Regions from separate parts of the Mus musculus genome. Here region 2 is linked to region 1. Evidence: chromatin contacts called from public Hi-C data. All regions are on one chromosome and are shown on one strand. The core of a region is the stretch at or near the end of the contact, and the rest is flanking DNA. Distances in the headings are between cores, read along the strand shown.

Region 1 (6,416 bases), core at 2,230-4,729:
TGGTGGTTCCCAGACCCCAACCTAAAATATGAATTGAGCCTATGATCATGTATGTGTGTGAAGGGTACATTCATGTAGGAAGAGTCACCTCATGTTTGCATGCATGTGGAGGTCAGAGGACAACCTCACTAATCTGGGGCTTCTCGGGTAGACATAAGCTTTAACAGTAAGTTAACTGGCTAACCAGTAAATCAGGGGCGGGGGAGTCCTCTGTCTGTCTGTCTCTTCCCACCCCCTACCGGTGAGTCTGGAATTACAAGTGCATGCTACCATGCCTGGGTTTTTAAAATGTGTGCCTTTTAAAAGGCTCTGAGGCCCCAATAGCTCAACCTCAATCCTCAACTCATAGATTTATGGGGCTTCTAGAAACCTGAGGAATTCTTGGCTCTCTTATGGAGAGTGGCCTGTGTGGGTGAGTGCTTGAGGTCAGCCATCCCGCCCCAGCAAAGGTTGCCCTCTCAAGTGTCACGTCCTGAAAGAGCCCAGAACAAAACTGAGGGTGCAGTGAAGCCAGTGTGGCCTTGTTGATTCACATCTCTTAAGACACAAATAAGCTCTGATGCTTAGCAAAAGATGAGCAAAGCCGCAGCCCACGGGGACCGTGACTAATACAGAAAGGTAAGACCTCTGTGGCCCTGTGAATGAAAACGGCCTCATAGGCTCATAGGGACTGGCACTACTGGGAGGTGTGGTCTTGTCGGAGTAAATGTGTCACTGGGGAAAGGTGACAGAAACCCTAAGACAACGTAAAAAGAAGGAAATTGCCTCAATTGAGAAATTGCCTCAATCCCATTGGCCTATGTGAGATCTTATTGATTGCTGACTGATATGGGAGGACCCAGCACACTGTAGATGGCACCACTCCTGGGAAGGTGGACCTCCCATGGCACCACTCCTGGGAAGGTGGACCTCCCATGGCACCACTCCTGGGAAGGTGGTCCTCCTAGTATTATGAAAGCAGTTAAATGTGAGCCAGGAAGTAAGTAAGTAGAGTTCCTCCAAGGTTTCTGCTTCAAGCTCCTGACTTGAGCTCCTCCCATGGCTTCCCTTAACGATGGACTGTGCTCTCTAAGCTAAAATAAATGCAAATTAGTTCCGGTCAGTGTTTTATCACAGCAGCAGGGAAGCAAATTAGGACACGAAGCCATAAACTCAACCAGAAAGGTGGGGCCTGGACTCCTTTCTTTCTCTCCTCACTCAAGAACTCAGAACAACTGAGACTTAAGTTCGCCAACTCATGAGCTCTCCTAGGAATCCCTAGTCCTCTGGACCTCTTAGTGTGCTCCCCCCTGAGCCCCAGACCTGGAAGTTTCTCCATTTTACACAACAACACCGACCCCAGAAAACTGCCTGCCCAGGACTTGGTCACACATTTCTTTAGGGCTGTGGAGGGGACCAACCAGATGTCTGCGTTGGTCCTTGATTCTCTGCAGTGTGGTGAAGTCTTTCTCCTTCTTCCCTTACTTAGCTGGAATCAATTTGTCTGGGATGCTGATGAAGAGGGGCTTGGCACATAAGGACCACAGGACAGAGTAGACAGGCCAGACAAGTGGGCTCGCTCTAAGCTTGCTCTATCTAAGCTCGCTCTATCTATCTAAGCTCGCTCTATCTGTGGTGCTGAAGCACTATTCCCATAGCCTAGGTCAGCAGTTCTCATGCTGTAGGCTGTGACCCTTTTGGGGTCACAGGAGTTGCTTAAGACCATTGGAAAACACAGATACACACATTATGAGTCATAAGAGCAGCAAAATTACAATTATGAGGTTGCAACAAAAATAATTTTATGACTGGGGTCACCACAACATGAGGAACTGTGTGAAAGAGTTGCAAAATTAAGAAGGTTGAGAACCACGGAGCTGAACCCAGGCTGGTAGCTCAGGGCCGTAATTCCAGCTACTTGGAGGACCGAGGCAAAGGATTATAAGTTTGAGGACTGCACTGGCCACATGGCGAGACCCTGTTTAAATTTAAAAAGCATAGAAGTGGTGCATTCTGGGGCTATAGCTCAGTATTAGAGTGCTTACCTAATACCAATACTGAGGAGTTGGGGCATGGCTCACTATTAAAACCTCTGCCTAGAGTTTCTCCAATGAGGTGCTGGGAATATACCTAGCTTAGTAATAGAGCATCCACTTAGAATCCCCTAATGAGAGGCTAGGGTGTGGCACAGTGTTAAAACCCCTGCCTAGAATTTCCCAGTAAGTTCCTGGGTAGTAAGTGGCTCAATAATCGAGTCCCTACCTAGAATCCCCTAGTGAGGGGCTGGAGTGTGGTTCGTCGGTAGAAAGCTGTCTGAAACTGGAGAATGATCCACAGTAGGAATGCTTTTCATTTCAAGTGCATAAACAGCAAACTGCAGAAAGATAATGGGGCACCAGGTCAGACATGAAACAAACATCCAGTAGAAACAGACTGGGGAAGCTGGGAACCACACACAGTCTGCAGGAGGCTGAAGAAGAGGATCCCAGGAAGACAGACTCCCAACTAACCATTCCCACCACAGATGTCCTATGGGATGAGAAGTAGCAGAGGTCTCTGGGAATGGGTCCCATCCTATCTGTGTTCAAGGATACACTATTTTTCTTCTAAGAACTTACTCTCCTGTTCTTAAGGAAGTAGCGTTTCCACTTTATTTGGCTGTTCTCTTTCACTTTCTCACAGGACCAGGAAGCCGGCTGGTGACTGAGGAAGCGGTCTTGGAGAACGCTTTAAGACAAAATGCTTGGGTCTAAAGTCGGGCTGGGACGCCAGGTTCCCGGTGACCTTAAACAGTACAAGACGACAATTTACTGATGTGTATTACAATAGCTTACATAGCTGTGTGTCATCTGGACTCCTTCCACCTTTGTGAGAAAGGAAGGAAGGAAGGAAGGAAGGAAGGAAGGAAGGAAGGAAGGAAGGAAGGAAGGAAGACAGAAAGGGGCAAGATTGCATACACCTTTTATCTTAGCACTCTGGAGGCAGATGCAGGTGGGTCTCTGAGTTCAAGGCCAGCCTGGTCTATATGGCTAGTTCCTCCAGGACAGCCTAGGCTACATGGTAAGATCCTGGGGAGAGAATCAAAGAAAGAGAGAGCAAGGGAGAGAGACACAGAGAAGAGGGAGGGGGAAACAGTAACAGAGACTGAGAAGCAAGCAAGTAGCAGAAGTATATGATAGTCCACAAAACTAGGAAATTATACTGCAGCCATTCTGATTTCAACCACTTCTGATTTCAACTTCCCTTCTGGTGACCTCGCGTTGCCGGACAACATCAGGATTCTGGGCTCGGTTCCCAGGCCCTGGTGTGCGCCCTACAGAGTCGGCCCGTGGGGAGGCATTTGGCAGAAGGAAAGCTGTACTCTCAAGTGTTTCTGGGAATTGGAGTCCAAGCTGCTGTAGAGTTACAGGCCCGCGTCTGGAGCTGTTGCATTCTGGAAGTCGTAGGCAAAGCAGTTCAAGGCCTTATGGGAATTGTAGTCCCAGGGCATTTTTCCGCTCCAGGCTTCCGCGTGGCAGGCAGAGTACTCAGCTCGTTCCACTCAGGTTAGTGTTCCTCTTCCTCCGGTTCCTACGGGCTTGGGGCCATGGTGCCACGGGAGAGCTGAAGGTCTTTCTAGAGATTTGGCACTCGCTTTTATGATTGTCAACTCGCGTTCTGGCCAGGATCTCCTAGTCTGGTCTCTTGCCAGGCCGCTTTGTTCATTTGGTGGTAACAGATCATCTGCCTTCTCTTGCCCCTGTTAAATATGTTCTGGTGACGCCTCTTCTGCCCTTTAGGAGAGTTGGCCACCCGGAGGCACCCCTGAAATTTGTTTTGTAGATCAGGCTAGCCTGGAACTTGCAGAAATTCAACTGCCACTTCCTCTTGAGTGTTGGGATTAAAGGCGTGCACCACCACGCCTGTTATTACCTCGGGGGTTTGCCGCCAGTCTGTACACAATTCTTTCCCCCATCATCCCAGATACTTACTTAATTAGCATAAGCCCTGTTCGCTCCGTCAGCTAAAGACTACTGATATATCTATCAACCAGGTTCCCTCCATGATCTCAGGGCTACTACTGATGTGGTATCCCCCTTTTCTGTTTCTGCGTGTGTCTGTAAGCTACTCCTTACAATAGCAACCCCCTCACAGGATTAGATGACTGAGAACAGAGAGTGTATTTACACGCCATTCTGCATAAATGCGGGGGTAGAAGGTGGTGGGCACTCTCAGGAGACAGATAAGCCAGGCAGAAGGGACAGATTTGGGGAGCACTTGAAAGGTGCCCTGCAAGGATCCTAAGTGGGTCGTTAGGAGGTCAAGCCTGGAGGCACCTCTGAGCCTGATGATTCTAGGGCTTGCTGGGCAGGGCGTGAGGAGAAGTGAGGAGAGACTGGTGTGAACCTAATCCGGGCGAGAGGAAGGGGAGAAACAAAGGCTGAGGAGGATAGTTCAAGGGGCAGTGCTCAGCCAGGAGAGTTAGGGGAGTCTTGAGGGCTGCTTGCTGGGTTCAGTGATCAGAAAGAACTCTTTGGGCCAGAGGAAAGGAGTGTTCCTGGGATACTTGAGAGCATTCTGGAAAGGAGCCACGGGGCCTCCCAAGCATCATTCACGGACCTGTCAAAAAGGTAACTGGGCTGGATCTGCAGGTTGTTATATGCAAATTGTCGTGAAGGAGGGGAGGCCAAGGCAGAGACCAGTGACCCAGACAAGCAGGCTGTGCCAGTGTTCTGAGTTGTGCAGGATAATCAAACAATGAGGGTCACCTTAGAATGTAATCGGGCTCCAAGGCAGCAAGGAGGTCCAGCCTCAATGAACTGAACGTCAGGCTCTTTCTTTTTATTTAGCGTTTACTTTAGGTTGTGTCTCCTTTAGGACAGGTACTTCTGGGCAGCAGAAAAACTTTTAAAATAAAATAAGAATTAGGTTGCATAGTTAAATAATATGTGAAGATTTAGGTGGAGGTAGTCTTTTTTTTTCTTCACAAAAGTTGTTTTTTTTGGGGGGGGGGGTTAAAAAGTTTCTCAAACCAAAACTCCTCATCAAAGGAAACATCACACCCCTGAAACTTTGGTCCCTCTTGTGGACTGTTTGCTGTACTCAATAATGCAAGACATCGCATATGTATCAGGACTGTCTTGTACCAAGTCATGCCAAGGCCCTAAAGCTCCTTCAGAAAACAACTTCATAGACAATAGAAAATGATCTACGTCTTCTGCGATGACGTCTTCAAGGTCAAAGTACTTCTAGAGAACAATTCATTTTGATGTCTATTCTTGGTACACTGAAAGACAACCATTTCATTCTAAAGTTTACCCTAGATACAGCGATTTACTAGAATTCTTTTTTTTTTTTTTTTTTTGGTTTTTCGAGGCAGGGTTTCTCTGTATAGCCCTGGCTGTCCTGGAGCTCACTTTGTAGACCAGGCTGGCCTTGAGCTCAGAAATCCGCCTGCCTCTGCCTCCCAAGTGCTGGGATTAAAGGCGTGCGTTACCACTCCTGACGAGTTACTAGAATTCTACTGCAGCCCTGGCCATGGAGTAGGTGGGAAGTGTCTGGCATCTGAGGCCACAGAAGGATTGGCTGTATCCTTTTAGGGGATCTGAGCATGAGTTCTGAGGATGGACTAGGGACCTTTGGAGAACAAGTCAAGACTGGACTTTGAATTTTGAGCCCCACACAGGATGAGTGACCAGAGTGGTCCTAGACCTCAGGGCTTCTAGTCTGAGCATCTGGAAGGACAGACCTGAGCTCCACTGCAGGACACCATTCGGTGAAAGGAATCAGGGAGGTCGGAGTTGAGATGCAGTGCTCAGTGGTACCGGTCCTGACCTCATGGAAGTTCCTGACAGTAAACAAATATTTGCCAGATCATTCTGGTCATTGTGGTAAATCCCAGGGACAGCCTGACCTGTTCTGAAAGGCGGGATGCTCCCGGGTAGTCCACGCTGGAGATGAGGTGGTCTGGGGGAGAGGCCTGAGCTTGGAGAGATTTTACTGATTCATTACAGCTGGTGATGTAGAGGAGATGCACGCAGCTTCTGTGTGCCTAGAAGAGGCCACTATGCCTTCCAGGGGAAGCAATCAGGACCTCATGCGGGGTTCCAGTATCTTACCTCCCCTACTAAAATCCAAACATCTGGAGCCCTCTGCTTCCGAGTAGCAAGCTCTTCCGGGATCTGGTCAGCTCTGGAAGTTGTCTATGATTGAGACTGTAGCAAGAGTGACTGCAAAACTGTGCTCCATTTCCTAAAACAGACACAATTCCATTCTGTCTATCCTTTGCATGGCTTCCCCCTCTGTCTCCCTGAAACCCTGTCGTCGGGTTTTTATTTTCTTGGTATAGGAAGAAGCTGCCCTTCCCGTGGGCTCCCCTGTGTCAGGGCCACTCAGTAGGACGCCATCTCCACAGCCTCCCCACAACACAGACTATCCGTGTGATCCACTTCTTTCTC
Region 2 (6,454 bases), core at 1,457-3,956, 320 kb before region 1:
TCTGGGAAATCTGGTGTCCTTTACTGGCCTCTACAAGTACCAGACACGTATGGTACACATAAACGCATGCCCACCCACATACAGACTTAAATAAAAATATTTTTTCCTTAAAAGCAAATATCTGAGTATAGGTTGTAGACAACAGAAACCATTTGAAAAATATATTAAAGTAATAAAAATCAGATTGAGCAGAAATGGCTTCAAATTCTCAAGTAGCATCAAGTTATGATGGGATCATGATCGTGCCAGCATTCAAAGCCTTCATGGCAGTGGCTAAGATGATAAATACAACGGCCGGTTGTTATTTTGAAACCACTGATGCCCACAGTCCATCCTTGCTTGGTGAGAAAGGACCAGGGATCTGTTTGTTTTAGAGGGATCTTGGGTACATTTCTCCAGCTACTAGTCAGGACATAGTGGGGTAACTGGCAGACTTCTGGTCTAGAGAAGATGGCATTGACTCACCACCTCCTCCTTTCTTTAAGTAAGAATGCCTCAGAAAGAATGCAAGAGGCAGAATAAAACAGGCTGAAGGATGTGTTGAAAAGGCCAGCTGTTTTGGGATTTGAGATTAAGGGACAAGATAGAAGAGGGGCATCTGCATCCCTGTCACACACACCCTTTACCAGGAGAAGAGTCTTCAAAACCTATCTGAGACCCTCACTGTACAAGGCAGTGATGTGAGGTCATGGGCTCACCCATCTCCTGCGTGGAACAGGAGCCCTCCCAACAGCATCATGCTACTGCTTCATCTTTCCCTGACCTTCGAACCAGTTTCTTTAAGCTTCAAGCAGAGACCGAAGACCAGACATTCAACACCAGACTGAGGCTGCTGAGACATCAGCCTGTGAACTAGCAAGCTTGGTCTCTAATGTGAGGCAACCATTATTTAGACTACCCACATAGTATCAGATTCAAACAGTCCTGTTCCTTTAGAGAACCCCAATACATACATACACACACACATGCAAACACATGTATGCACATGCACACAAACAAACACACGTGTGTGCGCGAACACACACACACACACACACACACACACAGCAGCTTCAACGTGTTTATTTTTCCTCAGTACTGAGTCTGGAAGCTCTAGGTCAACCTCTTTACAACAGAGAGTCCTCTGACACCTCTTTCTTTGGCCTGCAGAGGGAGTGTACTGGCTAGTTTTGTGTCAACTTGACGCAGCTGGAGTTATCACAGAGAAAGGAGCTTCAGTTGAGGAAATGCCTCCATGAGATCCAACTGTAAGGCATTTCCTCAATTAGTGGTCAAGGGGGAAGGGCCCCTTGTGGGTGGTGCCATTTCTGGGCTGGTAGTCTTGATTCTATAAGAGAGCAGGCTGAGCAAGCCAGGGGAAGCAAGCCAGTAAGGAACATCCCTCCATGGCCTACTCATCAGCTCCTGCTTTCTGACCTGCTTGAGTTCCAGCCCTGACTTCCTTGGTGATGAACAGCAGTATGGAAGTGTATGCCAAATAAACTCTTTCCTTCCCAACTTGCTTCTTGGGCATGATGTTTGTGCGGGAATAGAAACCCTGACTAAGACAGGGAGTCTTCGCCCCATGTCTTCCTGTGGATGCCCTGTGTAAGTCTGTGTCTCTGGTGGTTAACCTCTATTGGAAACTTGAGGTCCAGACTCGCCTGGGACATGGGCCCTCAGCATGCCTTGGGTGATTATCATGATTAGATTAACTGAAGTGAGGAAACCCACCCACTTCTGGTTTCATAGGTTAGGATCCTAGACTATACAGTGACCTGAGAATAGTCCGTCACTTCTCACTCTGCTTCCTGACTGAAGGTGAAGTATGGCCAACCACTGTACACTCCTGTAGCCATGCCTTCACCATCACAATGGATTGCAACCTCCAACTCTGAGCCAACAGAAACTATTTTTGTTTTTAAGTTGCTTTTATCTGGATATTCTATAACAGCAACAGAAAAGTTATTTAGGCAATTAGAGTTCCAGTCTCCTCCTCTTCTTTATACATTAAACAACTATTGAATTTTGAATTCCCCCCCCCCCTCTCTCTCTGCCCACCACGGTTTGAGTGTGCCACCAAGCAGTAGTAGGGGGTCAAAGGGCAACTTTTGAGAGTTAGTTCATTCTTTCCACAATGTGAGTGGCTGGCCAATGTCTTTACCTGCTGAGCCATGTCCCTGATCATCAACCTTTTCCTTTTTTAAAAAAATTATTTATTCATTCATTTTACATCCCAATATCAGCCCCGCTCTCCTCCCAGTACCCACTGTACCCACTCACACAGACTCTTCCCCCATCCTCCCTTCTCCTCTGAGAAAGGAGAGACCTCTGGGTATCATACCACACCCCTACCACCACTATCCTCCGCCCCCCAGCACCTCACACACACACAGTGCATCAAGTCACTGCAGGACTGGGTGCATCCTCTTCCACTGAGGCCAGACTAGGAGGCCCAGTTATGAAAATGGATCCACACGCAGGCAACAGACTCAGGGAGGGTTCCAGTTGTTGGGGAACCCACATGAAGATCAAGCTGCAGATCTGCTACATATGGGGTAGGGGACCTAGGTCCAGTCTGTGTTCCCTCTGTGCATTAACCTCTTTCTTAATACAAACAAATGAGAAACAAATGCTACAGTTCAGGAGTGGAGGGTGGGTCTTCCTCATCGACTTTGCCTCCCATGATGATACACATGAAAAGTGGAAGTGTTTACTTTCCAGGGCCTTGATAGTGCTGATAACCTGTGGGTGGAAAGTTCCCTCTCTGTGGTCAGTCACTCTGTCTCTCTTCATTCCTGGACTAGGTTAGTAGGACGACTTCTCAGTCCTGTGACATTGAAGCCTGTGACCCTCACCCCAGGGATCCACTTCAAACTGATCAAGTTTTCTTTCTCTGGCCACCCACAGGAACCTAGAGCCTTTCACTGTGTGATGCGGTGGGCATGGCTGCTGCCCCTGCTGTGGGCAGGTGAGTGGGAACAGGGACCGGGCTAGTGGGACAGGACCAAGATAACCCTCATTTCTTTGCAGGGTGCCTGGCTACGGACGGTTATTCGCTCTCAGTGACTGGTTCAGTGACAGTGCAGGAGGGCCTGTGCGTCTTTGTAGCCTGCCAAGTCCAGTACCCCAATTCCAAAGGTCCTGTCTTTGGCTACTGGTTCCGGGAGGGGGCCAATATATTCAGCGGCTCTCCAGTGGCTACAAATGACCCACAGCGATCAGTACTGAAGGAAGCTCAAGGTCGATTCTATCTCATGGGGAAGGAAAATAGTCATAATTGCTCCCTGGACATCAGAGATGCACAGAAAATCGACACAGGGACGTACTTCTTCAGATTGGATGGTTCTGTGAAATACAGTTTTCAGAAGTCAATGCTCTCTGTGCTTGTGATAGGTAAGTGAAGAGGGGATATGTGGAGGTCCTTGTTCTAAAAGCCTTTGGGTGCCCTGGAGACCGCATAATGAGGTTGGTTGGGAGAGAAGCCTGGCTTGAAATAGGGTCATACATAGTGATCCCCAGCACATCTTGTGTCTCTATTTCTCTCTGTCCAGCTCTGACTGAGGTCCCTAACATCCAAGTCACATCTACCCTGGTGTCTGGCAATTCTACCAAACTGCTCTGTTCTGTGCCCTGGGCCTGTGAGCAGGGGACACCCCCCATCTTTTCCTGGATGTCATCTGCCCTCACTTCCCTGGGCCACAGGACCACCCTCTCCTCAGAGCTGAACCTCACACCCAGGCCTCAGGACAATGGCACCAACCTCACCTGCCAGGTGAACTTACCTGGCACTGGTGTTACTGTGGAGAGGACTCAACAGCTCAGTGTCATCTGTGAGTGTCCAGACCTGGGTCTCTGGGGAGGGGAGATTAGGGGTGTGGGATGGAGGGGTTAGAACTGGGTGATGGTTCCTGAATGCTAAGACTGTGGGAGGAGAAAAGACCAATGGGGTGGAATACCTGCAGCCATCTTTCCTCTGAAAGCAAACAACCATATGTGTCTATGCAGATGCTCCACAGAAGATGACCATCAGGGTGTCCTGGGGAGATGACACAGGTAGAGTCAAATTTCTCCTCCCTGGGATGGGTACAGGGACTGCCTCTGCAGGAGATGAGCAGGTATTCTGGACCTCAGGCAGGAGGAAGCTCAGGATTCCCCCACCCCTTACTCATATACTGCAGTCTCCCCATTATATCAGTTATCAGGGTTCCAATATATGGATTGTAGTGAAATATAATTCTGCCGATATAAAAATTTAATAATAATAGTTCTTGATATCTAATGACTCCTGTCTTGGTTGACCATACACAGATATCCTTGCATGCACATTTAAACACCCATATACATGCACACACATACACATACACACACACACACACACACACACACACACACACACACACACATACACACACACACATCTTCTTCACACACCACTTTGCAATTTTATCATTTTTAGTTCATTCTTTAATTTTTACTTATTTATACAGGATGGAATTATACCACTGAGCTAAACCCTAGACACTTTTTAAAAAGAGGTTCCTAAAGAAATTAACTCCCCTCAAAAGCCAGGCCCCAAACTGAACTCAAAGTTACAGGAAGCCAGCTCTCTGGAGATTACGGAAGCAAAGCAACTGATCTCAACCCCAGACACCCAGTGGGTGCAAAAAGAGACAAGGACCTCCCCAGTTTCAAAACAGCTTGGCTAAGGAAAGCAGCTAACTTCCTTATTCGGCTCCTCTTTCCTGTCCTTAGCCACAAAACCCCCAGCTTGAAGTATATAACCTGCACCCTACTGAACTCTGGTCATTGTGTTTCTGAGTCCGTTCCCTGATCACTGAGTCCCGTTCCCTGATCACTGTGTAGCCCAAAGAAACCCTCTGGGATTAAATAAAGCCTGCCCTAGGTGTTTGAGGTTGTCTAGAGTCTCAGCTCTTGTGCCTTCCTATAAACCTAATTCTTACTTATGCTTGTAGTTCCTCCACAATCAAACTCACACCGCCACAATACATGTGTCGGTCAATGGCAAGGGACTGAATTAATTTTTCCCTCCTTAAACTTAGTTTTCTTGGAGATTTCCTCCTTCACACATATGACTGACACCATGGTTTTCTAGTGCTATGGTAATGCATTTACCCACTCATCTCTTGACAGAACACTGGCAGTCCTTGCCTTTTATTCAATAAATGACTTACATGAAAACTTTCTACATTTGTGAACATGTCTACAAATTTTTTTTTTCCTAAGGAAGGAAATCCCAGAACAGAGGATCATTTGTATTTCCCATACATAACTGCCAAACTGCACAGCATGGACTTTGTCTTATTCACATTTCCGGGAACAATATCTTTTCTTAACAAATAGACCCACCCTCCTGATGTCATGTGTGAAGTCGCTGTATTTTTCATTCACATTATCATCCGCTCAAGAAACTGAGTCTCTCTTATGGTGTTTATGCTGTTTATAGTCTGTGAATGTGGCTCAGTTCATAGAGTATTATCCTAGCATGCAAGAAATCCAGGGCTGAATCGCCAGCATTGTATAAACCAAGCACGGCAATCACACGCCTGAAATCCCAACACTGAGAGATTTTGAGAGAGAACTTGAGAGGTTTAGAAGTCACCTTCAAAGTCACCCTCACCTACATAGTGAGTCTGAAGCTGCCTGAAATATTCAAGACCCTCTCTCACAAAAAAAAAAGAAAGAAAAGATATTAACAATAAATTGTATTTATTGGTCTGTGACAATTTCCAAAGTCATCTAAAGAGAGATTTCTGTTAAGGAGGCAGCTGTTTGCCAGGTGGAGGGACGTTTCAGGATCCTTTGCCTATCGTTGGGTGATGTTGCCTCACTGTGGACAGAACACTGTAGCATTGCCTCTGGTCAGCTTCACTGTTCTTCATGTCCCTATCAGCACTCCTCCTCCTCCTCCTCCTCCTCCTCCTCCTCCTCCTCCTGGAATCTCCCTGGGCTTTTAGGATAGCTCCACCATGAAACCCATCACTGTGCCGGTACCTGCTTTGGGCACCTGTCCCCAGGTCTGTGAGCTCCTGGGATGCAGCTGAATGAGTCAGGCCTTAGTGAGATGTTCTTGAGAGACCAGGGCAAGTAGGGCATCTGACTTGACAGATGCCCAGGAGGGAAGAGTGGGACCCAGGTAGGTTCTGATAAGCTTCACACTGCTAAGAGCTATTGTCTGTCTTCACTCTTTATGGTGTGAGGCCATCAGCCAGCAGAAAGAGAGAGAGAGAGAGAGAGAGAGAGAGAGAGAGAGAGAGAGAGAGAGAGAGAGAGAAGAAAAAAGGAGGAGAAAGGCAGAATGCCCTCTGCAACCAAGCTCAGTCTTCTGTCTGCCTCCTCAGGAACTAAAGTCCTGCAGAGTGGAGCATCTCTGCAGATCCAAGAGGGTGAGTCCCTGAGCCTGGTCTGTATGGCTGACAGCAATCCCCCTGCCGTGCTGAGTTGGGAGCGCCCG

What was found. A called contact is a pair of places that touch in the nucleus more often than the background predicts.
Region 2: a Hi-C map of peritoneal macrophages shows a contact between it and region 1, with 10 times the contacts expected there. The contact joins the promoter of Siglecf here to the promoter of Ctu1 in region 1. A contact is called at or near these places in 1 of 39 promoter capture datasets (pre-B cells), 3 of 484 Hi-C or Micro-C datasets (granulocyte-monocyte progenitors, large pre-B cells and peritoneal macrophages) and 2 of 9 other capture datasets (liver and macrophages).

The regions. Positions count from the first base shown.
Region 1 is chr7:43,668,552-43,674,967 of GRCm38.p6, forward strand. Ctu1 (cytosolic thiouridylase subunit 1) reads left to right here and starts at 3,480. Exons shown (of 3, transcript NM_145582.1): 1 at 3,480-3,524. It also overlaps a transcript of Siglece not described here.
Region 2 is chr7:43,348,635-43,355,088 of GRCm38.p6, forward strand. It overlaps Siglecf (sialic acid binding Ig-like lectin F), which reads left to right and starts at 2,707. Exons shown (of 10, transcript NM_145581.2): 1 at 2,707-2,786; 2 at 2,890-2,950; 3 at 3,013-3,375; 4 at 3,534-3,812; 5 at 3,988-4,035; 6 at 6,342-6,454. The coding sequence starts at 2,914.